3 separate regions of the Mus musculus genome follow, and regions 2 and 3 are each linked to region 1. Evidence: chromatin contacts called from public promoter capture Hi-C data. All regions are on one chromosome and are shown on one strand. The core of a region is the stretch at or near the end of the contact, and the rest is flanking DNA. Distances in the headings are between cores, read along the strand shown.

Region 1 (3,358 bases), core at 344-2,843:
TGTAGCTTCTAAAATGTGATTCTGTCACCTCTCTGCAATAGACCTCAGTGGCACTTTAGGACAGACATACAATAATTTGTAGAAAAGACTTTCTGCCACCTGAATTCCCATCTCCCTTCCTCACAAACCAGTCACTTCTCAGTCCCGGCGGACTCTGTTCCCACTACATAGTCTCCAAAGACTGTGCTTTTGTCAATCAACTCTCAGAAGTAAGCGTCACTTTCTTAAGGAAATGCCTCTGATGTTTCAGAATAGATGAAGCCCCATGTCCCCTTTAAGGGTGTTTACGGCACCATGGACTGCAATGCTCCACCTGGGATGGCTGTGACCCCTCACGTTTCTGCTTCACTATCCCACACAACCCACTTTGCAGCACCGTGTTCTAATGAACTGTCTCCCTGCCCTTCATGGGCTGCCATCACTGACTCTGGGAAAGAGAGGGGCAGGCAGTTCCCGGTGTGTTTTTTTACTTTATAGTAATATTTATCAATTGTCCATTCAACTTGTAGGGTTTTTTTGTTTGTTTTTTTGTTTGTTTGTTTGTTTTAAGCTCAGGCTGCTGTCAGGATGGTAGGCACTAGCTCTCCTGGCCAAACATTTCATATTTCTGTTGGGATCACAGACCATCTGAGAACTTGAGAGTTACAGACTTTACAAAAAAAAAATAAGGAAGGCCCACACCTTTTTCACTTCAGAAATGGCGTTAGCAAGAACTATGAGCAGCCCATAGTGACTGTGTATGCAGGGGAGAGCCGAGACTGAATACTGTTATTTCCTGTAATGAGCAAACAAAGAACACGATGCACAAGGCAATAACAGCAAATTAACAAATCAGGCTATGAAACAATGCAGAGGGCAAAAGTGAGTTACTTTAGCGCAGCTACACTGCCTTGGAATTAATCTCCAATTAGCTGTGACTTTTTAGGAAGTAATATCACCTTTCTGTGTGGGCAGTGTGGGCATCAGGAACATGGGGACGCTATTCCTTGGTGAAAGATCATGTTAAACGAGTTAATAGTAGTTCAGAGTATTAAAAAACAAAACAAAGCCCTCACATCTACTCCTCATTAAACCATAGTTCCCCTTAAAGATGAGGCCAGGATGCAGGTGTAGCTTGCCCAAGGCTGCCCACCTAAGAATGGCAGTCCTCTTAGCCTTGTGTCCTATGTACAATGATGCTCTTGCTAAAAAGGTCACATAGTCTGCTCTCTTATGCAATCCTCTCAAGCAATCCTGAGGTGAGAAATACATTTTTATAATTAAAACAGTCCTCTCAATAAAACCAATTAAGTTCTGATCTGACAGTTTCAAGTGAATTCCAATTTGTAGGCAAAGAACCACAAAGTTGGTCAGAGGAAGGGCCCTGCCAGGACCGCTACCGTGGCCTCTTATTTACGTGTGCAGCCTCCTTTTTTCAGTGCTCCGAGGTGGAGTGCCTGTGTGGACGTTCTCGGTGGGCAGCTGCTAACCCTGACCCCGGTAGGCAGGCTTGAGGCTCAGCCAGAGCTGGAGAAATAGGGTGGCTTACCTGTGGGCAGCAGTCCAAGCACAGCGGAGAGACCTTGGGCGTTGAGCTAAGTTCCCACCCTGTTCCGCAGGCCTCTCCACTCAGGAAACAGATCCTAGGTAACTGGCAGGGCTTCGCCTTGGCTGGTAACCAATCAGAGCTCGAGAAACTGATGTGCAGGAAGTCACGCCTCCATCCCGAGCGTAGCCAATTAGAACACTGTGTACAGGCTCCCGTGGGAATAAGTGAGCCACACTACAGGGTCTATTGCCACCAGTGCCACCTGGCGCTTCTGTCTCAGCAAACTCTGGTGGTTCAGTCTCTTTGTCCCTTAGAGAACGTTACAACTCGTTGAGAGAAAGAGGCAGGGAGGAGGGGCAGATCAGAACCTGTTGTCTGTAATGTGGAGCCATTCAGAATTCTCAAGTTTAAAACTTTGAAACCTGACCTGTCCAAACAAAACAAACCCCTCACATCTGCGGTAAACACCAGGTCTGATTCCCTAAATGCCATTCATCCTTTTTACCCCTAGATGACTTTGCCCAAATACTGCTAAACTGCCTTTTGCTTTACATTCTAAGTTATTCGTGATGCCCACACTCATAAACCAGCCAACCAAAAGCCAGAATCTTTTTCATCCATCCTTCAGATAAATATTTACAGGCTGCCGCCTCAGCACCAAGCATGCGGAACTGCAGCGCTAGGACCTTGGACAGGGCAACAGGAACTGAAACACATTAACGTGGTAACCACAATGAGAGTGAAGTGCTACCCAGGAAAGAGTCCCCTGTGCCCACCCTGTGCTGTATGCAGTTAGAGCAAGGAAAATGGTGTTTCCTAGGCTGATAGCCCGCCTCGTTACCTTTCTAAGGGTCTCTCACTCAGGTTGACACCTCCCCTTCATGTGGAGTGGAGGCTCCTGATTATGTCCTTAGCTAAGAACAATGCTTGATCCACAGTTAAGAACTCCAGAATGTTAATCATATCTGAAAACAGCCGTGTGGTTTACACTTTGTGGGCTTTAGAGGAACAGAGTCCTGACTCCTAAAGATCAGTTCTGATCCTCAGGCTACTCCGGAATTAACTGAGCAGCTACTACCTAGATGAGTAGGTGATCTATGTCCAATAACCCTTCTTAGCACATCAACACTCTATTCATGGATTTTACTGCACACTTTCTTACAAAAATTTGGGATTCATGGTTAAGATGTGCTATCCTCACTTGGGAAAAGGAAACTACAGTCAAGTATAGAAAAGGAATAAGTGGTCACATCGCAGCATGGGGAAGGATTAGACAAAGACAGCCTGGAATTACACAGTAATCTAGGCCAGTTTTGTTTAGTTTCAGGCACTGTCTCAAAAGCCAACCCACACCCCCCATCAGACAATTGAAAAAAAAAGGGGGGGAAGAAAGAAAGTTATAGGTGTTAAAGTCAAGACTTGGAATTGCATGCTGTGCAATCACTTGTTAGGAGAGGGACGCAGAACTGAGAATCATGGTGTGGGAAGCTTGCACCAAGGCTCCACACAACCTGTGCACTGTGATCAAAAGTAGCTGCTAACTCAGCCACACTGACTGTGGCCAGTGACTGGGCTCAGACTTTGCCATCTTCTTACAGTGCGTTTCTAGGGCCTGACACTCAGAAAAAACCTTAGGAGGAACAGGTGATGAGACTACTACTATGTATATTTTCCTAAAGAAAACTACAAAAATCAAACAATTCTGAAGTCTCTATAAGAAATAAAGTTATACTGGGTATAGTGGTTTGAATGAGAATGGTCCCCACAGGCTTGTTTGAATACTTGGGCCCCAGCTGGTGGAGCTGTTTGGGAAGGATGAAGAGGCGTGGC
Region 2 (3,358 bases), core at 276-2,775, 2.4 Mb before region 1:
CTCAGGACCTTTAAAGTGTTTTTCTAGTTTTTGCTCTGTCTGAAGGGGCTTGGAGCTCCTTCTCCAGTGGGACTACATCCTCTTAAACATCCTTTGAAATATTCTGACATCAAGGAAGCAATAAGAGAACGATGTTTCTTGGGAATGAGGAATGAAAACGGTGACTTAGTGAACATGCCTTTCAGAGAGGAGGATGAAGAGCGGAGATGTGTGTGTGTGTGTGTGTGTGTGTGTGTGTGTGTGTGTGTGTGTGAGAAAGAGAGAGAGAGAGAGAGAGAGAGAGAGAGAGAGAGAGAGAGAGAGAGATGGAGGGTTTAGGTATTATTGTGGAAGGATGAAGAAAGCAGGGTCCTGGGGAAAAAACATGTTGGGAGATGAGGAACACTCAAAAACATCAGAATGTCCGGGGCAGGGACCTGTCCAGTTCAGCATGTGTCACTTCTGTGACCTTCATTGTCATTATCAGCATTGCCAGGGAAGCTGGCCCTATGTGCCACATTTACTTTGTATCTGTGTGTCACATGTTACATTGTATCACTTTATTTCCATTTTGCAGATAGGAAAATGTAGGCACATGGATGAGATATGACCAGAATCAGGCTTATGAAAGTCTTCCCAGGTGGCACACAGCCCACACTTTCATTACTGTAGGGCACAGCTCTGTTGTTGGCTGTATCAGAGGGAGAACTAGAATTCCATTATGTAATACCAAAAGGATATTTCGAAGAAGCGCAATACCAAAACATTTCGAGAAGAAAAAAAAAAAAAAAAAGGCAAAACCAACCCACCAGCGTCCTATTGGCCAGCAGGCTGCATAGGACAAACATCCTGCGTCTTTGGATGCTAAATCAAACACTGTGACTCCCATACCACAACAAAACCACAGAATTAACTGCCAGTTCTCTTATTGGGTATGGAGGCCCCTGAAGAGTTTCTCAGGACAGATTCCAAAAACATGAATCATAACTCAGTTATGTCATTTTGGCTCAGAAACAGACTCACATTAAATGCGAACACTGATCTCTGTCATGTCTAACTCCTGATCCCCAATGCAACTTAAAATCCAATGCAAACGAACAAACAAATCACCATTAGGGCAGAGATGGGAGAATAGGGCTAGCCTCTGCTCTGCAAAAATAGCAAGATGTGAAAAGCTTATACAGTGAGCGTCTTGGGTTTGCTGCAATAGAAAGGTTCTTTACGATGTTACATTACAAACTAGGGGGCTTCTGGAGGCTGAGGCTGTGAAGGGGGCAGTCTGCCTCCTCCGAGTTACTTCTCTGAGTTCACAGCAAAATAAACAAGTGGTGTAGACAGAAAGGGTGAAATGGAAAGATTATCTTGCTTGTAATTGCTGTATTTACCTGATGGATGTGAGGGTAGGCTTTGGGCAACTTGGTCCAGAACCGCTGCAGAGCTGAGCATTCAAACTGCGGCTGGCCTCGCGGGACCACTAAGCTGCCTGTTGCTTCAGCTGCTTCCCAGATCCCATTGGAAATCCCAAATGGCTTGCGAGCCCTGAGTGTGCCTCAGCCGTCCACACCCACCTCCGCTTGCGCTTGCGTTGCCTGAATGGCTCGGGTTTCTTCCACTCCTGCAGCCTCTGGGAACCCAAGCCTTGTGCAGGCAGAGGCTGCTCCTGAAACGCTTCCAGATGTGCTCGTCCTGAAGGCAGGGCAGGTTGGCTGGCTGGGGCAGACTTCCTCTCTCGGCTTTCTCTTGCAGTCTGCGTGTGAAACTCTCAGCAAAACAGGGCTGTTCTGGAGTAAAAGCTGCAAACCTAGGGAAGAACAAATGTTTGGAAAGTGAATTTATACCGTCGTGCGTCTAGTGTAAATTTCTAATTTCAGCCAGGTTCTTGCTGAGAATCTTTGAAATCTCCTGTGTGTTGAAATGTTACCATGGCAAATCATGTCTCAGACAACCATCGTCTTTTATTGAGGCTGTGATAAAGACAGAAGCTTCCAGGTGGGGTGTATTCCCTCTGGAGGGGAGAGGCATCAGTCAGGGGGCAGACTTGGTGGCAACACTGCTGTTCTGTGGTTTTGCAGTTGATCCCCAGAAATGTAGGAATGGTACCAGAGCTTTGCCCAGGATCATGGAACATATTCCACAATGGCTTCTCTCTAACTTTCATAAGGAACTCCTCGATGGCTGCCTCCATCACAAGCAGTCACTTCCTTCCAATCACATGGAACTTTGAACATTGATAAAAACAGATTCATACCTTCTGCTTCATTTTGTTCTCTCAGTGTGTTAGGTAAGCTAAATTTTGCTCCACATTTCAGATTCCAGCCAAATTTGGGTCCTCTGAAAGAGCAGCAAGTGCTCTTAACCACGGCCACAATTTTCCAAGTTTTAAATTCTTTCAGCCTTCTCTTCTGTGATATTCCTTGAGCCTCACATAGAGACGAAGAGTTGATATAGAGTCCAGATTAGCGCTTAGCACTCAATGCAGTTGTCATAGTTCGTATCGTTTGGGGAGACTCTGGCCTCCCATAACCATTGACTCATAGGGTGTTATCACATGCCTGGGATTTTCATTTGATAACCATGCCTTCTGGGAGTCACATTGCCCACTCATGAGGGTATCAGATGTGGTAGAGTGGTCCCTCAGACAGGTCCCAAGGCAGTACCACAAACAGGACTGTAGGCTGATGCCTGTTCAGTTCAGTTCACTCCCAAGATCACCTCATCTGTACCTCTCATCTACTCAAGAGGATGCCTGGCATTGAATTATTCTACTATTGGATAAGTGGATGATTGGCATGAGTTTCAAGACTGAAATAGTAACTGTTTTCATAGGACCTACTTCTCATATTAACTGAAATCTCTCTGGTCATTATTTTCGAACCCTTTCCTCTGGTCCCTAATGTATGACTCCCAGTCCCTTTCTCTCCTATTCCTGCCATGCCTTGAGGACACAAGAGGTTTCTTATCTATGACCAGCATTTCCATCTTGTATGGTGGATTCCTCCTCCTTATGATGTAAACGAGAAGAAAAAGAAACTCAGGCCATCAGTGACACCTCAATGGTGCAAGGGTACACTGGAGCTCAGTTGTTAGATTTATTTACTATTGCAGGTTTTCAGTCTCTCCATCTATTAGGAGTTCTGCTAGAAGAGGCCTAACAGAACCAAGGGTGAAAATGTATCGTGCATGCCAGGTGGTGGTGACTGGGTTCCAGGGCATAAAGATCTGGTCTGGTCAGTTAAAGTAAGGGCTTTAAAAAAAATGTCTCTCCTGAGCAGTGGCGACACAACCCTTTAACTCCAGCACTCTGGAGGCAGAGGCAGGTGAATTTCTGAGGTGGAGGCCATTCTGGCCTACAGATTGAGTTCCAGGACAGCCAGGGCTA
Region 3 (3,358 bases), core at 585-3,084, 2.4 Mb before region 1:
CTAAAATGCACTGAAATTATCTTACGTCCTGCTGGAAAAGACACACACAGCCTTGCAAGAGGGCACACCAAACAAACAAACAAGTCCACGGGGCCTTTATCAGTGTGAAGTGAAATTGCATCAAGACAGCGCTTCGGTCTCACTGTAAGCAATTACAGTACTGGGACCTTATTTGTTGGTTCCCCCCCCCCTTTTTTTTTCCGAAAGGAAACAAATAAATGGGAGGAAAGGTGCAAATCAAACATCCTTTCCATGTTCATGACTCGCATCGAAGCATGAAGTGTAGTAGGGAAAAAACAGGGCTGTTGAATTTTAAAAATCAGCCAGCAAAGACTACCTGACATTGCTATAATCTTACAAGTAATCTATATTGCCTTCCCATATATGCCCCTTTTCTAGATCCAGAATGTTCCTGTAGCTTTAAAAGGTGTGTTTGAACACTCAAACACTGAAGGTTGGGTATGTGTATGCATCTTGCTTAGAGTGGGAACCGGGGGAGAGCCTTACCAACCCAAATAGTTGCTAAGTATATACTTAGACTTAATCCATTAAGAATATCTCTCTTCATATGGAAAGCATTTTCTTCAGGGCAGGTTATAATCTGTGTAATAGCTCAAGGGAATGCATACATCTGCTTGGTGTTTGAAGAAATGCAAATCTGTATCCAAGAAAAGCAGATTCCCTTCCTCCAACCTCCTTTCTTTGGCATCGACAACCACAGCTTTGCATCGATAGAATCCTTAAATTAAGCTACAAAGAGCAGTGCAGAGGAGGAATCATTTGCCTTTAAAGGAATTCTGGTTAAACTCTCAGTATCTCATCCATAAAGCTCCTATTTATTAATGCCACTACTACTGACCAGTTGAGCCATCACTTTCTGTTACCGATTAGTTTCCTTACTGAGAGCTGAAGCCACTCGGGTGATTTGTGGCACCATCTACAAAAACTAGGGTCTGTGAAGATTAGCGGGATGCCATTTTTTTTAAAGGTCGTCTGCTACCTAACCTTGTCTACATCAAACAGCCCTCTTCTAGACTTTAGGCATGAAAGGATCTGCGGGTGCTCCGTAAATTCTTTGTTCTCGCAGACCCTCCCGCCCCCCCAGCACGGGTGACTGAAACCTCCGTGCAACCTCCAAGGCTCCCTTCCCACCTTCGGGGCAAGTCCGGGGCGAGCCAGGCGCCAGATGGCTGCATGCTGTAGGCGCGGAGCGGGCCGGGGGCCCGCCAGGCCGCTCGTTCCTCGCAGGGACCCGCCGCCTCGGCTCGCAGGTGCCCGGGCGGCCCCGCGGAGCGCATCCCCCCGCCGCCCGTGCCCAACGCCCGCCGCCGGCGGGATGCGGGAGACAAAGCGGCCGCTCCGGGGCGCAGCGTTCCCCGCCCGCCGGCTCCCCGGACAAAATGGAGCCGGCCCGGGGCTGCCGCCGCGAGAGCCCCGCAGCCGCCCGGCCCAGCCCGACCGCGGCTCGCGGCCCCGCGCACAAAGCGCCCGCCGCCCCGCGCCCGGCCCGGCCCGGCCCGGCCCGAAGCACAGCGGCCTCGCCCGGAGGCCCGGCCCGCCCGAAGACTGCGGACTGCGAGTGCCCCCGACCGCCGCGGCGTTGGCGGCGGGGACGGCGCCGGGAGGAGACGGACATTTCATTCGAGCTAAAGTGGAGTCGGTTTAGGAGCGATCATTGGCCGAAGCGAGACACAAACCTCCAATGCAGCCCTGGTTGGCTCCCGTCTCCAATCGGCTGTTTGGTTGGACAGAAAATGGCTGCGAAGGAACCAGTCCCAGCGCGGAGCTCCACTTCCAGGACTCGGCCTCCCCTCCCTCCGCCGCGGGCCGCTTCCCTCTACGTGACACCCTCCCTCCGCGACGCCCGCGCCCGAGGCCACGCCCCGGTCCGCCCCCGGCCCCGCCCCGGAGCCTCTGAGCAAGGCGCGCGGTCCGTAAAAGCGCGCGGGCGGGCTCTGGATGTTCGCTCTTCAGGGCGTCCGAGAGGCCGGCGTTCTCATCCAGAGCTCCACGCGGAAAGGCTTGCTCTGGCTTCTTTCTCCTTCCAGCTCCTCCTTCCCCACTAACCAGCGTCTCGCCCGCCTGAGTTCAGCCCCGGAGGGGATCTACACCTGAGCTACTTTCCAGAATGCTTTAGGCACCTAATGTTTTCTAGGTATCCCTCCAAGCCACCTCAGGCACACAGCGTTCCCTCTCAAGTCACAGTGAACAAAGATGTTAGTTTTTCATTTTAGCACACCATCCCCTTCCTCCAAGTTTAACAGGTAGGCTGTCCCAGCCGACTTCCACCCTGTACCCTGGTGCTGTGTTCTGGTGTTAGGTCTGCCCTACCAAGTTGGCTTACTACCTAAAGTGCTCATTTCCCAACCAGATAACACTGGGCTGCAAAAACTCATGGCCTCTGTGCATTTAAGGCCTTCCCTGTCGGCCTCACTGAAATCTGGATCAAATGTCCCTTGGCTACCATTCTCCCTTGTGGTGGTGATCCAAAATGTCCTGCATGGCCAGCCACTGCAAAGTACTGCAGGATACCTGCACCCAGATAGATGGAAAATTATTGTCCTAGGACTTAACAAGGATAAGTAAGCAAGACTGAAAGTTCTAGGTCAGCCAGAGATACATTAAGACCCTGTCTTTAGAAATAATAGTATGGCTGGGTCAGGCAGGTGCACGCCTTTAATTCCAAGACAAGGGAGGCAAATCTCAAGGCCAGCCTGGTCTACAGAGTGAGTTCCAGTACACCAAGGCTACACAGAGAAACCCTGTCTGAAGAAACAGAAACTGTAGTAGTAATAATTATAGAAGGCCCTGGTGTTGTGGCTTATGCCTTTTAAACCCATGACTGGGGAGACACAAACAGGAAGATTGGAAATTCCAGACCATCTTGGGCTCCCTAGTGTGTGTGTTCACGTCCAGCCTGGGCTACATAATCGGACTGTATCTCAAAAAAAGAAAAAAAGGTGTTTGGGTGTATATTCCATATAAGTATGTGCATAAAGTATACAGAAAGATTGAAATATGTTATTTATTGATATCCCGCTGTGTCTAGAATAAATAAATATTTCTCAGGTAAATAAGGAAGCAAGAACAAATGAGTCTTTCTCGGTTATTTCAAGAGGAGTTAGGAGCACCACCACCTGAATCTACCAAATTCTAGGACACCCTCCTCTTCCTCTCCCTTCTTCTCTTGTTTTGGTTTTGTTTGTTTGTTTGTTTGTTTGTTTGTTCCAAGGCAGGATGTCTCTGTGTAGCCCTGGCTGTCCTGGATTTCACTCTGTAGACCAGGCTAGCCTCAAACTCACAGTTCTGCCTACCTCTGCCTCCCCAATGCTGGGACTAAAGGAGTGAACCACCACCA

The links. Promoter capture Hi-C pulls out the DNA fragments that hold promoters and counts their contacts. Capture Hi-C pulls out chosen DNA fragments and counts their contacts.
Region 2: a contact with region 1 is called in a promoter capture Hi-C map of pre-B cells, with 7 times the contacts expected there. The contact joins the promoter of Glt8d2 here to the promoter of Mterf2 in region 1. A contact is called at or near these places in 2 of 39 promoter capture datasets (liver and pre-B cells) and 1 of 9 other capture datasets (adipose tissue).
Region 3: a promoter capture Hi-C map of adipose tissue shows a contact between it and region 1, with 2.9 times the contacts expected there. The contact joins the promoter of Nfyb here to the promoter of Mterf2 in region 1. A contact is called at or near these places in 1 of 39 promoter capture datasets (pre-B cells) and 2 of 9 other capture datasets (adipose tissue and liver).

What each region holds. Positions count from the first base shown.
Region 1 is chr10:85,126,434-85,129,791 of GRCm38.p6, forward strand. It overlaps Mterf2 (mitochondrial transcription termination factor 2), which reads right to left and starts at 1,594. Exons shown (of 3, transcript NM_028832.3): 1 at 1,529-1,594; 2 at 1-53.
Region 2 is chr10:82,689,125-82,692,482 of GRCm38.p6, forward strand. Glt8d2 (glycosyltransferase 8 domain containing 2) reads right to left here and starts at 1,526. Exons shown (of 10, transcript NM_029102.3): 1 at 1,365-1,526.
Region 3 is chr10:82,762,307-82,765,664 of GRCm38.p6, forward strand. Nfyb (nuclear transcription factor-Y beta) reads right to left here and starts at 1,835. Exons shown (of 8, transcript NM_010914.2): 1 at 1,698-1,835. It also overlaps a transcript of Hcfc2 not described here.